Regions from separate parts of the Xenopus laevis genome. Here region 1 is linked to region 2. The links are chromatin contacts, called in public Hi-C maps. All regions are on one chromosome and are shown on one strand. The core of a region is the stretch at or near the end of the contact, and the rest is flanking DNA. Distances in the headings are between cores, read along the strand shown. Region 1 holds the start of ssr3.L (signal sequence receptor, gamma (translocon-associated protein gamma) L homeolog). Region 2 has its middle 14 kb from the start of LOC108717039.

Evidence for each region. Hi-C and Micro-C count contacts between places; a contact is called where the count stands out from the background.
Region 1: a Hi-C map of animal cap shows a contact between it and region 2, with 6 times the contacts expected there. The contact joins the promoter of ssr3.L here to the enhancer-like site in region 2. A contact is called at or near these places in 2 of 4 Hi-C or Micro-C datasets (the XL177 cell line and animal cap).

The regions. Positions count from the first base shown.
Region 1 is chr5L:124,097,711-124,104,622 of Xenopus_laevis_v10.1, forward strand. It overlaps ssr3.L (signal sequence receptor, gamma (translocon-associated protein gamma) L homeolog), which reads left to right and starts at 1,892. Exons shown (of 5, transcript NM_001086847.1): 1 at 1,892-2,029; 2 at 2,440-2,566; 3 at 3,609-3,707; 4 at 4,342-4,473; 5 at 5,848-6,028. The coding sequence starts at 1,897. The coding sequence ends at 5,914.
Region 2 is chr5L:123,920,367-123,927,719 of Xenopus_laevis_v10.1, forward strand. No RefSeq gene overlaps it. Among protein-coding and RNA genes, the nearest start is that of LOC108717039, 14 kb to the left of the region's middle. Within about 2 kb of position 3,470, at least 5 of the 7 cell types and tissues checked have an H3K27ac peak or open chromatin away from gene starts, as enhancers often do. A contact at or near this core is called in animal cap, where this site is marked.

The sequences.
Region 1 (6,912 bases), core at 642-3,141, 180 kb after region 2:
CCAATGTTATTAATAGGGAAAAAAGATAAATATATAGGAAGGCCGGTATTTTTTTCCAGAAAAGGTGACAATCCTACTTCCTTGTACTGTCCTAACCTAATTTCTGAAACAGCCCACAAAACCACACCAGTGACAATAGAGAGGGACAGGTAAGGTTGCCACCTTTTGCGCAAATTTTTACCGGAGACGGGGGCGGATCATGATGTCACAAGGGTTGGGTGATGTCAAAAGGGGTCATGGCTATGCCGCAGCAGGGATCTATAAGGCGGAGATCGGAAAACGGTAAGATCTAGGCTGGTTGAGGGCAGTGCCGGGCCAAGCAGACCAGATGCCCTAGGTGTCAGGACTGTCAGAAGTACCCGACGGCGCTGTTTACATTCCCGGCGGTCACAGTGAAGATCCAAGATGGCGGCGCCGATGCTGAACACATGGCTGCAGCGTCGCTGCATGATGATGTCATCACTGGTGCCGGGATCTCGTCATAAAAGGGCGCCCAAAACATTGTGACGGTGCCCAAGAATAGGATTTGCTGCCATTAATCCTGGGTTCCTGTTTGTGTTTCCTGATTCCTTATTCCAGCCTGATTCCAGCCTGTTTCCAGCCTGTTCCCAGTCTGTTTCTAGCTCCTACCTTGGTTCTGACCCCCTGCCTGAACTCTTGATATTTGCATCTGATCTGCCTGCCCTCGTTAACTCCTGCCTGTGACCACTACTACTGATTCTGCTTAACCCTTCGGATACCACGACCTTGCTCCCACTAGAGGGCTTCCTCCTTGATCCTGACTACCTTCCCTGGAGGGAGCTCCCGGCTCCCTGACACTAGGCAACCCGGCCAGCCAGCCCGCTCCATCTGTACGTGAATGCATGCCCGAACGCAACCAAGTAGCATAGGGGAAGTCAGGGGAATGATGGAAGAGCGTCGGATGGGAGAGTGTCAGATGGTAGGGGAGTGAGGGGAGGGAGAGCATCGAGAGGGAGGAGAGATCATATAAAGGGAGGAGACCAGGACACAGGGCAGCAAACAGGGACTAGAGGTAGGAAGAAGATGGTTTTACAGGTACGTGCCTGGTGCCCCCATGCGCCCCAAGGCAGGTGCCTCTTCTGCCTACCCCTAGTTCCGGCCCTGGTTGAGGGCTTAGGTGGACGGGCCAATGGCTACATTAAAGGGCAACCCTAGGGACAGGGCTAGTAGTAGTATATAAGTCATCATTGTGTGTCTGTCTCAAGGTTGGCACAAGAAAACATGAATCTGCTGCTTTCCCTGCAGCTATAACTCCCAAGTCTGCCACAGCCATCTTGGGTGCCACATCATGGTGGTCTTCCCTGTGACACTCCTGAATTGTTCAGGTTTGCCAAAAACACCCATTTATTCTAAGCTGGCACACACCCACCTGAACAAACTATAATAGAAGTTTTAGCAGCTCTATTTAAATCATGTCTATTTCTAAAATGTGCCTGACGTGTTTTTAGCAGCAGAAGAAACGTTCATACCACTGGTTGTTTTAACAGGAGGATTTAATGAGCAGCATTTTCACAAATACGTCAAAAACAAACGAGAAATAAATGTTCATGATGCGGAAAATAACAGCGCCTACTGATTTCAACAGAGCCAACATAAGAGACAAACGTTACGTAGCGCATATTTTCTATTCATTTAAAAAAAATAACCCAGCCCTCAAACTTCCCAACTCCCTATTCACTTCGGACACGCCCACACAGCCCCGTATGCGGAAGCAAAGGCGCCCGGCTGGCAAGTTCATTCTAACCCCGCCCATGTTTCAAGCGCTTCCGCTCCCTGAGTGCTGACGAATCAGTGCGGAGATTTCTTGGACGGTGGCTGAGGAGAGTCATTCAGTGTGAGACGTGTCTCTCCTGTTCATTCTTTCTCATACCGGCCATGGCTCCGAAAGGTGGTAACAAGCAGCAGTCCGAGGAAGATCTGCTCTTGCAGGATTTCAGCCGCAACCTGTCGGCTAAATCGTCAGCGCTTTTTTATGGCAATGCTTTCATCGTGTCTGCAATTCCTATTTGTAAGTATCCCAACAACGCAGAGGACCAGCCCGGGGTTCTTCTTCTCCCTGTCCCCTCATTAATACAAGCTTTCCTTCTGTAACTTGCTGTCCTTCTCTTATTAACATCCCACCTTCTGTCACGCACAATAAAGTACCCCCTATTGTAAAATATAAGGATATTGTATGTCAGCAAGGTCATGGAACTCCCAGGTAACTTCTAATATCCTCACATTTTCCAACAAGGGGTACTTTATTTATTATAATACACAATTAGTCATGTGACAAATGGCTTCACTACTCACCGTTTATAACTGATGACATCACTAGTCACCGTTTATAAGGATATATTTTACAAGATATTCATGGTTCTTGTATATTTTATATATATATATCGCCTACACAATACCTGTTTTTTTTTTGTGTTTTAGGGCTGTATTGGAGGATATGGCACATGGATCTTGTGCAGTCGGCTGTGTTATATGCCGTAATGACGCTGGTCAGCACTTACCTTGTGGCTTTTGCATACAAGAATGTTAAATTTGTCCTCAAACACAAGTAGGTTTTGCTTGGTTGTCTGAATGACCTACTGAAATGGGAATGCTTAAAAATGCCCTGTGTGCAGTACCTGGTTATTAAGAATAATAGTCGCTGACTCAGAGCATGTGCAGTTGAAGCCAGATGCAGATTAGTTTAAAGGGGTGGTTCACCTTTAATTTCTATTTTAGGGGGTTATTTTTTTTAGTAAAAAATGGGACTTTTAAAAAAGCACAACTTTTTCGGAATTTATTATGCCTTGAGGATGGAAAAAGTCTGAATCAGAAAATCCGGCATCTCAGACCTGTCGATGGTGCATATAATTCAATGGGGAAGTCCCAATGATTTTTTTGATGTGCGCTGTGTTTTGTGCAATACCCCGAAGATTTCAAAGTTTTCGGGGAAAAAAAAACATACAAAGTTTTTTGGGTGGAAAATCCAAAAAAAATTGTGAAATTCTGATTTTTTTTCCTGCAAACCACATTGACTCTTTCCAGCTTTCAAATGGGGGGTCACTGACCCCATATAAAACAAATGCTCTATAAGGCTACAAATGTATTGTTATTGTTACTTTTTATTATTCAACTTTCTATTCAGGCCTCTCCTATTCATATTCCAGTCTCATTCAAATCAGTGCATGGTTGCTGGGGTAATGTAGACCCTTCCGACCAGATTGCTGAAATTGCAAACTGGAGAGCTGCTGAATAAAAAGCTAAACAACTCAAAAACCACAAACCGTAAAAAAATGAAAACCAATTGCAAATTGTCTCTACATCATACTAAAAAAAAAATCAACCCCATTTAAGCAAGATCACTAGGCATGGGACCTGGTGCCCACAAACCCTGCGATGCTACTCTGCATTTTAGAACCAACAAGTGGGGCAATTAGGGGGGTCCTCAGTGGCGGTTTGGGGGGGAGGGTGACTAGAATTATAACTAGCTATCCCTTAGTTTTCCTTTAATGGGAGCCATTCTGTATTTTTGTTCTGCAAATGAGAATATATATCCCTAGTATTAATGTTTGATCATTGTTGCATGTTTTGCTTTGTGTGTGCATGCGCAGGGTGGCGCAGAAACGTGAAGATGCCGTTTCTAGAGAAGTGACGCGAAAACTTTCAGAAGCAGATAACCGGAAGATGTCCCGAAAAGAGAAAGATGAAAGGTAACCGCTGCCTGTGTATAACATAGTGCAAGTTATATATGCGCGGCAGGAGCAGCAGTTTATAACCTTTAGTATAATGAAGCGTGTTTCAATTTTTATTTTTTTAGACCTCGAATGAACTCACTGGTTTCTAATGTAAAAAACTTAAATTAGTGAAGTCGGGGCTAACAACCTGAAAACTCAAATTGATTAAGTTTTTGGCAGAAAAAAAACAAATCGCTTAATAAATCTAAAAAATTTATTTTTAACTAAAAAATACCCTTGAAAACTCGTGGAAAAAAACAACTCGACCGTTGATAAATAACCCCCTAAATGTTTGGTGGGAGCTTCATTATCTCAATAAGTGCTTTTGCCATTGGCAGGTTTGTTAAAGGAGAAGGGAAATCATCTAGCAAATGTTGGTTTGGCTGGTCTAGCATATAAAGCGTATAGCTTAGTATATTGTAATCATGAAAATGTTTTTTTTTAAAAAAATACGACACAGACTATAATAATGTTAATAGCAAATAGCATGCTTGAGAATTGTAAGGCACATTTTAACTGCATGATAATATAGCAGGATAGAAAACATTCTTGCAATTCATGTAGCACAAGTAAACACCACTGGAACTAATATATTCCCTTTCTTTTGCAGGATCCTTTGGAAGAAAAATGAAGTTGCTGACTATGAGGCAACCACATTCTCCATTTTCTACAACAATACACTTTTCCTGGTTTTGGTGATTGTTGCTTCTTTCTTTATTCTGAAGAACTTCAACCCCACCGTGTATCCTTTCCATAAAATGCTTAGAAGTTGATATACAGGTACAGTATATTCCTTAAAGCATTTAAGGTTGAACAATGCTTATGCAAACTGTTTAGTCTTTACAATCAACATGTGTGGCTCCGTGAGCAGCACTTCTTCCAACTTCTACTGCTAATGTCTCCCCCCCCACTTCCATTTTGCCCTTTGCTCCTCTCACTATGTTATTGGCTTAACCCTCTTCCATTCTGTCCTTTACATCTCCCCAATTCAATTGTTTTCTTCTGCTTCCTTCTTTCCACTTCCCTTCAGCACTTTCATCCTCCTCGATTATATTCTGCTTCCTTTACACTGGTCTTCAGAGTCTTGTTGTGTGCAATATTGTAATTTGGCCAATTGCAATCAAGTCTTCCTTTGTGATATAAAGCCAATGGTACTTCAACATCCAATAGCAACTTTTTTTGCCTGTGCTTTCAATAACAACTTTATTCTAAGCCCAATTCATCTCTGGCTGTTACAAGTTGTTGGGTTGGTTGACAGGAGGTTCAACTTTGAAGTCGCTGTTGATCGACCAGTCACCTTGCGGCTCACTCATGCTATCATACATGCAATGGGTTTATCACTGAGCTTAAGGTAATGAAAGACCCTTTGTGTGAGCTGCAGCTTCAGCGACTGTCATATTTTCTTGAAGTATCTACAGTAATAAGTCAAATCAACTGGACTTGTATTTTTTTTTTTCTTGAAGACGTTTTGCCAGTCAGTTGACTAGAAAAACGATGATACATCAAGTCCAGTTGATTTAACTTATTACTATAGATATACCATTACATAGATGAATGAGAACCTTCACAGACACTTTTATTGAAGACAATTCTTCATCTTCTGTCTTTGAAACTTCAACACTCTGTGCCATAAACCATGGAAACACACAGACTACAAGTAATCTTAAAGGAGAACTAAAATTAACATTTCTGGGCAGCGTGGCAAATGATAGTCACCCCCCCCCCCCCAGTGGTTATAATTACATACCTGATGAGCCAGTGCTCCTGTTTCTTTTTGTTTTAATAAGTCTATAGTTGTTCTTATTTCTTGAGTGAAGCAAGGCAAACCGGTAAACTGAAGCTATTCCATGTTTGTTCCTTGTGAGGTAGATTGTTAATTACCAGTGTATAAATGAACAAAAATCCACTATGCAAGGGAATTATCTTTTGATCAAATCAATAGGCAAAAAGTGTGTTAAGCACAAGCCCTAAGCGCTGCACTTAAATTAAATAAGGTATGCTGTCACTTTAAATTGTTTAGTAAGTAAGTATATTTTTGCAAGTCAGATTTAGATGGGGGAAAAAAAATTACAATTTTTATTTGATCTTGGCAATGATCCTTAACCCAGTCTTTCAGAAACTACATTTTATCTTTAAGTGTTTCCTCTGGACTCATCGCTCTGCTTTCTACAGGATCAAAGTAAATGGACACTGTGATTTCATAACGAATGCATAAAAAGGGTTGTTCTCTTTTTTTTTCTTTTTCTTTTTTTTTTTAAAAGCAAATGTGTAAAATAAACATCTTTTTTTGGTTTGTATTTGTTGAGTTGTTATTGCGTTTTCTGAGCTTGAAACAAATGTAAGAATTCAAACTCGACAGTTTAACAATTAAAAAATGCCCTGTCTAGTTTAGTAATATGAACGGGTTCCTATTGATTTTTGTCTGTCCAAACTGAAAGTTAAGAATCTGCCCCATGGAGAAGTAGCCAATGAGGACATAAGAGAAACCTTGGCTCCTCTTCACTTCTTCTCAGAACTGATTTTCTTTGAATAGAATAATATGATGAGGCCGTCCATGTGTATGGCCATAGCACTAGTGATGGGCGGGTCAGGAAAAACTCAACACGCACACAACCTTAACCCACAAATTGTTGCCACTGTAGGACCCACACTCAATATGTCCAGTCATTCCACTAGATGATAGGTCATTTATCTATAAAGTTTCTGTAGATCTATATAAAGGCCCTTCCAGAAAAACTACTTCTGTATATTAAATATTTATAATATTTATGATTTCCTCTTTGTACAGAAGGATGTGAGCGATACTCTAAAGTGGAAGCTATGAAACTATTTGGGGAAATTTAATATCCAATAAGTGGCATATTTGTTACCATTGGAGACCAACATAACCCGTGATTTTGCCCATAGCAACCAATCTGATCTCTGCTTTTGTTTTCTAACTTGTAGGTGACTGTTCAAATCTAATTGCTGATTGGTTGCTATGGGCTACATTACACTGATGTTTGTCTCCAATGCTAATAAATAAAGCCCTAACTGTAACAGGTTTTATAGTTTAGTTAGGAGTATAAAGATGTATATTCTGAATTTGTTGATCAGCTTTCTGTTAGGGGGGTTTAAACACAGAGGGAGATTCTAAATGCATTTTATTTCTTGAAAGATAGTAAAATATATTTCTCTATAA
Region 2 (7,353 bases), core at 2,220-4,719:
AAAAAAAAATTTATAGGCGGCCCTGGCACCATTTTTTTTTAACTTGTAGGGGGCCCTGACCACCAATGTTTTTTTAGGGTTTACCTTTTATAGGGATCTGTGGTGGGGGCTTGGGTGGGCGGGGCCAAGAAAATGTTGTTGTATGGGGCCCTGTGATTTTTAATGGTGGCCCTGGACATAAGAATAAAATCTGCATGTCTATAGCCAGCTTTAGGCTTGTGACACTGGGCATTTTGTCCATGAGACAACGTTTCACATGGAGGCCCAGTAGGTGGGGCTGTGGGTCACAGAGTTCCATTTTATGCTGGAAATGACAAAGTGTGACCCCTAGCACAGGACAGTGGTGTGACTTTGAGCATAAAATCATCCTGAGTTACTGCCACTTATTGTCAAGTGCTGTTTTATGCTGAAAGTCTGTGCTGTGCTGAGATGGGTTCACTTTAATTTAATTCCGCAAGTATGCTGGGAGTCAAAATGCTATATGCTATGCTATATATGGTATGTTGGGACCAATTGACTCCAAATAGGTACGAGGAGGTCCTCCATAGGCTAAAACAGCAATTCGGCAGTTTTAGATGGCGAATTGTTGAAGTCGAATTTTTAACGAGACAGTATATGATAAATTTCGAAATTTTAATATTCTCATTTTTATTAAATTCAAATCGAATTTGGACTATTCCCTGGTCGAAGTACACAAAAATTGGCTTGAATTTTGAATTTTTTTCATTAGAATTTTCACTTCGACCTTTGATAAATCTGCCCCTATATGTAGAGGGGTAATTTTGCCACATGTGCTTGGCAAAGTACAGAAACAGGCCCGGATTTGTGGAAAGGCCACCAAGGGCCGGGCCTAGGGCGGCAGGATATTGGGGGGCAGCATGCTGCCCAACTACACTCACATTGGTTCAGAAACACTAGGGTGGGCTGTAGATAAAAGTTTTTTAAATTTCCCGTGCGTCAATCCCCATTGCTCCAGTCCCAATGATGAAAATTTGTGCAAATACAAGGGAGGGGACTGGGGCGACTAATGTCAGCGGGCCTAGGGGTGCCTGATATGTAAATCCGGTCCTGTACAGAAATGCCATGCTTATTACTTGAAATAAGTTCTTCTGGGGGCACATGCAGCATGTGAGCAAAAAGTCTTATTATTTCAAGCAGTAAGCCGTTGCCTCTAGCACAAGAATGGCAAACTCAGTGACGTACCTGACCAAATGATGTCAGTTAAAACTCAGGGCTGCTTTATTTCTTATGTAGGAGAATAAAACAGCATATAAGGGGTTAACAAACCTGTCTACACCTTTTGAGATTTTGTGCTTACATTTGCAAATACAATTACATTATGCATCTCTCAGCATTTTCACTCTGGTTATATATATATATATATATTCTTACAACAAATGCTGTATAATACAAAATGCTCCAAACAAGTATTTAAAGGTGAAAAGGGGGTGCAAAGTCAAAGCAGGAGGGTAACATGCTCCACCCAAACTCCTGCTCTTGCAATGTCAGTTGTATGTAATGCCTCCAGCAGCATCTGTCCTACAAGCCGTGTGTAAATTACCACCAGCAAATGGTTGGCACGGCAACCAGAATGTTGCTAGTCTGAGAAATAAACACTCGCTGTTTTGTTTTCTTCACCAAACAAACAGAAAAGGGCAGTTGTTTTACTAGAGGCGAGGGCCTCCTATTATCAGCGCTGACTGTTTCCCCCACATACACATGCCTGAAAAGGCTTAAGATCATCATTCAAGGATACAAATTTACCATAAACATTCTTTACGCCTCTATTTACAATGTATTTTGCTATTTACAGTTGAAGTTCTCTCTCTGAACTGACATGCCTTTAGACTTGCTACAGTGCAGTGCACACAAACGCAAACAAGTGTGAGTGCTGCAGGCTGTACATACGGGCAGATGGTCAATAGGCCTTTAAATCTAATAATGGATGTGCAACAATTTACTGAATGAAAATGCCAGGTATGTTTTGCCAATGTCAATGAGCTCCTATAACCTGTTGTTGACGTTGGAGCTTTTCATGCAGATTTGGAATTGGAGTACTGTGTGTGTGTCGCCTGCATTTAACAAATCACCTTTAAAGTGAAAGGAGCACATGCTTTCCCTTAGATCTGTAGCACTGTATTGTGTGGCTTTTACGGCTGGAATGCAGGCAATGCTAAGCTTCTGACGTCACTCCCAAACAACTTCAAGGGTGACATCATCTCTAAATCTAAACTATGCATGTGATACAGATCAGAGGTGCAGTTCAACAACAGTTGGAAGGTCATTTATTGAACTTTATTATCATCTCTTATATATACTGTTAAGCTACTGTATATATACATTAATAGCACAGACAAACTGTCTCCCCGCAGAAGAGTCGATTAGTCGCCAGGCGACTAAATCTCCCCCAATCTGCCGTGTGCCCCTGCCCTAAGGGCTAGTCCACACGGGGAGATAGCGACGCGTTTGCGGTCGCGGCGACAAAGCGCCGCGACAGGCGCAGGCGACAGTTTTGTATGGGCGCCTATGTAAAAACGCCTGTGCTAACCACACGAGGCGATGCGCTTTTCAACAGTCGCCTGAAAATGCCTCGCCAGGCTTTTTCAGGCGACTGTTGAAAAGCGCATCGCCTCGTGTGGTTAGCACAGGCGTTTTTACATAGGCGCCCATACAAAACTGTCGCCTGCGCCGGTCACGGCGCTTTGTCGCCGCGACCGCAAACGTGTCGCTATCTCCCCGTGTGGACTAGCCCTAAGGCTACACATTTATTGCTATTGCTACTTTTTTTTTTTGCTAGTGTAATTTGGACTCTAGCAACCAGATTGCTGAAACTGCAAGCTAGAGACACGCTGAATAAAAAGCTAAATAACTCAAGATCCACAAATAATAATAAAAAAAAAGTAAACTAATTGCAAATCTAAACAATTTAAAGGTGAACAACCCCTTTTACATTATATGAATATAGTAATACAGTACTATCCCTCCTTGATTCATTTCCATGGTACACTAGCACTCAAATCTTTCCTGCATTGCCCCAGCTTCTCTAACCCCAGTTGCCTTTAGCACTGACCAATTTACAGCCCAGCTGTTGCTAAACTACAAGCCTCCCTGCTTATTTACACAACCACTTCTTGGTGAGGGATATCCTTTAACCCTTTGCTGGATACGTGCCACATGAGAGCGAGCTGCACGCAAAGTTGTGTCCCAAGCCGTAAGAACAAGAAGTGAAGTGTGTGCTACAAATAGCAAGTCGGTGTGGGTTAGTGCTATAATCCACCACACGCATAGCGTGACTACAACCCGGGAGCAGCTCAATAACTGGCCGTTGCTCCACCCTCCGATCACCTGCTCTTCTCTCCTCTTCCCCCAAGCACAGGAAAAGGGCTCAAAGGGCAGCTGTGAGGCAGCACGAAATGCATGCAGTGTACAGCCTGGCCTTATCACGCAAGCCCGAGCACAGAGAGCGATGCGTGCAAAGCGCACAGCCCAGTGGTGGGAGGGATCGCCCTGATCACACGAACACGGCGTGAGGGCTTCTCACATAGCCTGGCGCTGATTAGGAAGCCGGGTATCTGTTGTACAGTCAGCTGGGAGCGGCTCATGCTTCAGACAGGGACTTCCATAGGGATCTTGTGCGGGGGGGATAGTCGTGAGCCACTTAATAATCACACACAAGTGTACATGAGCATGTATATACACTGCAGTACTATACATAGCAATCACAGCCATGGGGAAGCAAGTGGGAGAGGAGGATACACGGGTCCTGTCACACAACTTGTGCTTTGTGTTTGTTAAATAAACCACACCATGATAATTGTCTGTGGGGCACTTCATCATGGCAGGAGAGGCACCCTCAGCATTCCCACCTGATTTAGCTGCAAGCGTCTGGCAGGGTTTGGGCAAAGTCATGCACCTACGGGTGCTAATCATGGGGTCGGTGGGTTGCACCTAGCGTTGCCACCTGACCGGTATTGTACTGGCCTGGCCGGTTAAAAATAATGGTTGATCCCAATTTTATTAATAGGGATAAAAGATAAATATATAGGAAGGCCGCTATTTTTTTCCAGAAAAGGCGGCAACCCTAATTGCACCTGTTTTGGCACTTTGCACCCAGCCCCACACTGTTATTGAGCCCGAAGGTGCCAACCAGGCCTCTGCTTTACAATTAATACATTTGTGTCCTGATTGAGATTCAAAATAAGCCCTGGCATTTCAAGAAAAGGTGGCAATCCTAGTTGCACTTAGGGTTGCCACCTTGCCGGTTTTTTACCGGCCTGGCCGGTTAAAAATAATGGTTGATCCCACTGTTATTAATAGGGATAAAAGATAAATATATAGGAAGGCCGGTATTTTTTTCCAGAAAAGGCAGCAACCCTAATTGCACCTGTTTTGGCACTTTGCACCCAGCCCCACACTGTTATTGAGCCCGAAGGTGCCAACCAGGCCTCTGCTTTACAATTAAGACATTTATGTCCTGACTGAGATTCAAAATAAGCTCTTGCATTTCAAGTACATAGAGACCCAAACCAGGGCAATTAAGAAGCTAGCCTCAGGTGGCAGTAGCCCACACGTTACCAGGGGTGGCAAAAAGCCACTCCTGGTAACTAAGAACCAAATATCAGATTTTTTTGAAACCAGAATTTTGACTTTTCTAGTGCAGAGAGCACAATTGCCCTCTCTATACACTAGCAATGCGACCCCCTCAACCCTCACAGAAGCTCTGACTGTTAGGTGCAGGGGGCAGCATTGCAAAGTTCGCCTTAAATGTTCAGGGGCGGTGAATATTCCCTGGCCCAAACAGACCCCCACAAGCCCAATATATAGTGTAACTTGTCTATGGAAATTTACAGCAGTCCTGGCATTTGCCTGAACCTACAGATTGCCAGTCTGGCCTGAAAACACAAAACACATGATGCTATTGTTATGAGGGCAGAAAGATAATATAGAATGGAAGGTTTCACATTTTGTGATAGTAGTACAAGGAATCAGCACCAAATTAATGGAAATGGTGACATGTTTGACAAACAGAGCTATTTCTGAATGGGAATTTCCCCCAGGATTTAGCAAATACAGGATCAGGGCAAAGAAAGGCAAACAGACAAAATACAGAAGTATTTTTAAGTGAGTGTAATTGTTCAAAATAAGTACAAATATTTGCTTTTGTGACCTTGACCCAATAAATAAAACATAAGTGTTTCCACACACTGCAAATCTAAAGTTGGCTGTGTCAGGCGCCATCTTTACAAAATCATGTTGCTTGTGTGGCATGTGTATCTTAATGGGGGGGGCAGTAACAAGCATTGTGCAGTACTGAAAATTGTAGTGTTTGCCCAGTGTCTGGCTCTGGAGTGAGTGCCAATCAGCAGCTCTAGATGGGTGGGCACATTGCTTTAGTGCAGTGTCAAACTGTAGGTCTGCTGGGGTGGCTGGAGCAGTGAAGTGTTAGGGGGACCTCAGCCTGAAGGACAGTAAGGGTTGAAATTTGAAAAGATTGTCTATTTTCCAATCTGTTGACTCTATGGGGTCCCAACAAATGTTTGACCTCCAAAGGTGGGCTTACTTGGGAAAGTTCAACAATGACTGCATTAGTGTATCTTCTGCCTCAGTTGCATTGGCTATCCTCTTTAGCTTTGCAAGCCAAAGGCTGTATTCCTCTGTCAATTGAACTGGACAACAATGCCATATTCACTATTGTTTCCAGATCTCTCTAGAGGCGTCAGCTCATTCTGTCTCCAAACTACCTCCCACCCTTCCCTTTGGGTGAATAATATTTATCTTCTGATGTGGCTATTATGTCTTATAGCTATGCAATTGCTGTAGCCCCTCTATGGCTGCCAATCATATCTTCATTGCTTTAAAGCAGCCCATGGAAGTACAGCAAGTGCCTTCATGCTGCACTGTCACACTGAAAATGAGCAGTGGCCATTGCTGTGATGGGTGCTCTGCTCAGTCATGACTGGGAGAGGATAAATGTGTTGTGCAGCTGTTTTGCTTGGCTACCCTGGCTGCCTGTCGAAGTTCACTGTGGAACACTGTACAGATTGGGAAGGTATGCGCACACTCTCAGCGTGTCCCTAAATTCATGCAGAAAATTGATGAGGAAAAAAGTCTCTTAAAGAAAAGGGGAAGTTTCAGTTGCCTCTATAAATAATATTTAGACACAACACTGTTTGGCAACAGTTTTGGCTATAATAAAATTACACACAAAATGTCCTTTAGCTCACAAAAAATAAATACACTTCCTAGACATTTAATTATTGTCTATTTGTGTGAGAAAACTGTACCTACTAGTGGACATACTGGAGAGAATGATGAGCATTTTCTGCAGGTGTTGATGTACCGTTAGTGCAGCTGCCCAGGGAACCTGGGAAATCAGGGACACCAAAACTAATCCTGCATGGGCCCTGTGCTGTATGTATGCCTGGCAATGGATATCTGTAAATTTCTGAGCACTATATAAAGGATAGTAATGATATTTTAATATTCACGTGTGGAAGTGTGAAACAGAACTGTCACGCAACAGGGAAATGCAACTAGAAGCACACCTCCTCCCCCCACATCCTTATATGTGATAATAAGAGATCCTGATGGGTTTATATACTAGCATCTGAATTGAGTCTCAATACCTGTTTCTTGTGAAGATTATACAATCTGCAGATAATTACTGCAACATTTTAAAAACGATCCACAATTATTGGTATCAACAAGTAACCTTACGTGCTTTATGTTAACGGGTTGTTCACCTTTGAGTTAACTTTAGTATGATGCAGAGAGTGATATTCTGAGACAAATTGCAATTGGTTTTCATTTTTTATTATTTGTGGTTCTTGAGTTATTTAGCTTTTTATTCAGTAGCTCTCCATTTTGCGATCTGGTTGCTAGGCTCCAAATTACCCTAGCAACCATTGATTTGAATAAGAGAATGGAATATGAATAGGAGAGGGACTGACTATTAAGATGAGTAATTAAAAGTAGCAATAACAATGACTTCACCGAGCATTTGTTTTTAGATGGGGGTCAGTGACCCCTATTTGAAAGCTGGAAAAAGCCAGAAGATGGAAAATAATTCAAAAACTATAAAAATTAAATAATGATGACCAATTGAAAAGTTGCTTAGAATTGGCCATACTAAAGTTAACTTAACTTTAATTTAAAGGGGTGATTTTTAGCAGAGAATGATATTGTGAGACAATTTGCAATTGGTTTTCATTGTTTATTCTTTGTGGTTTTTGGGTTATTCATCTTTTTATTGAGCATCTGAATTTTAGCAATCTGGTTGCTAGGGTCCAAATGACCCTAGCAACCATGCATTGATATAAAAAATAGACTGGAATTTGAATAGGAGAGGGCCGA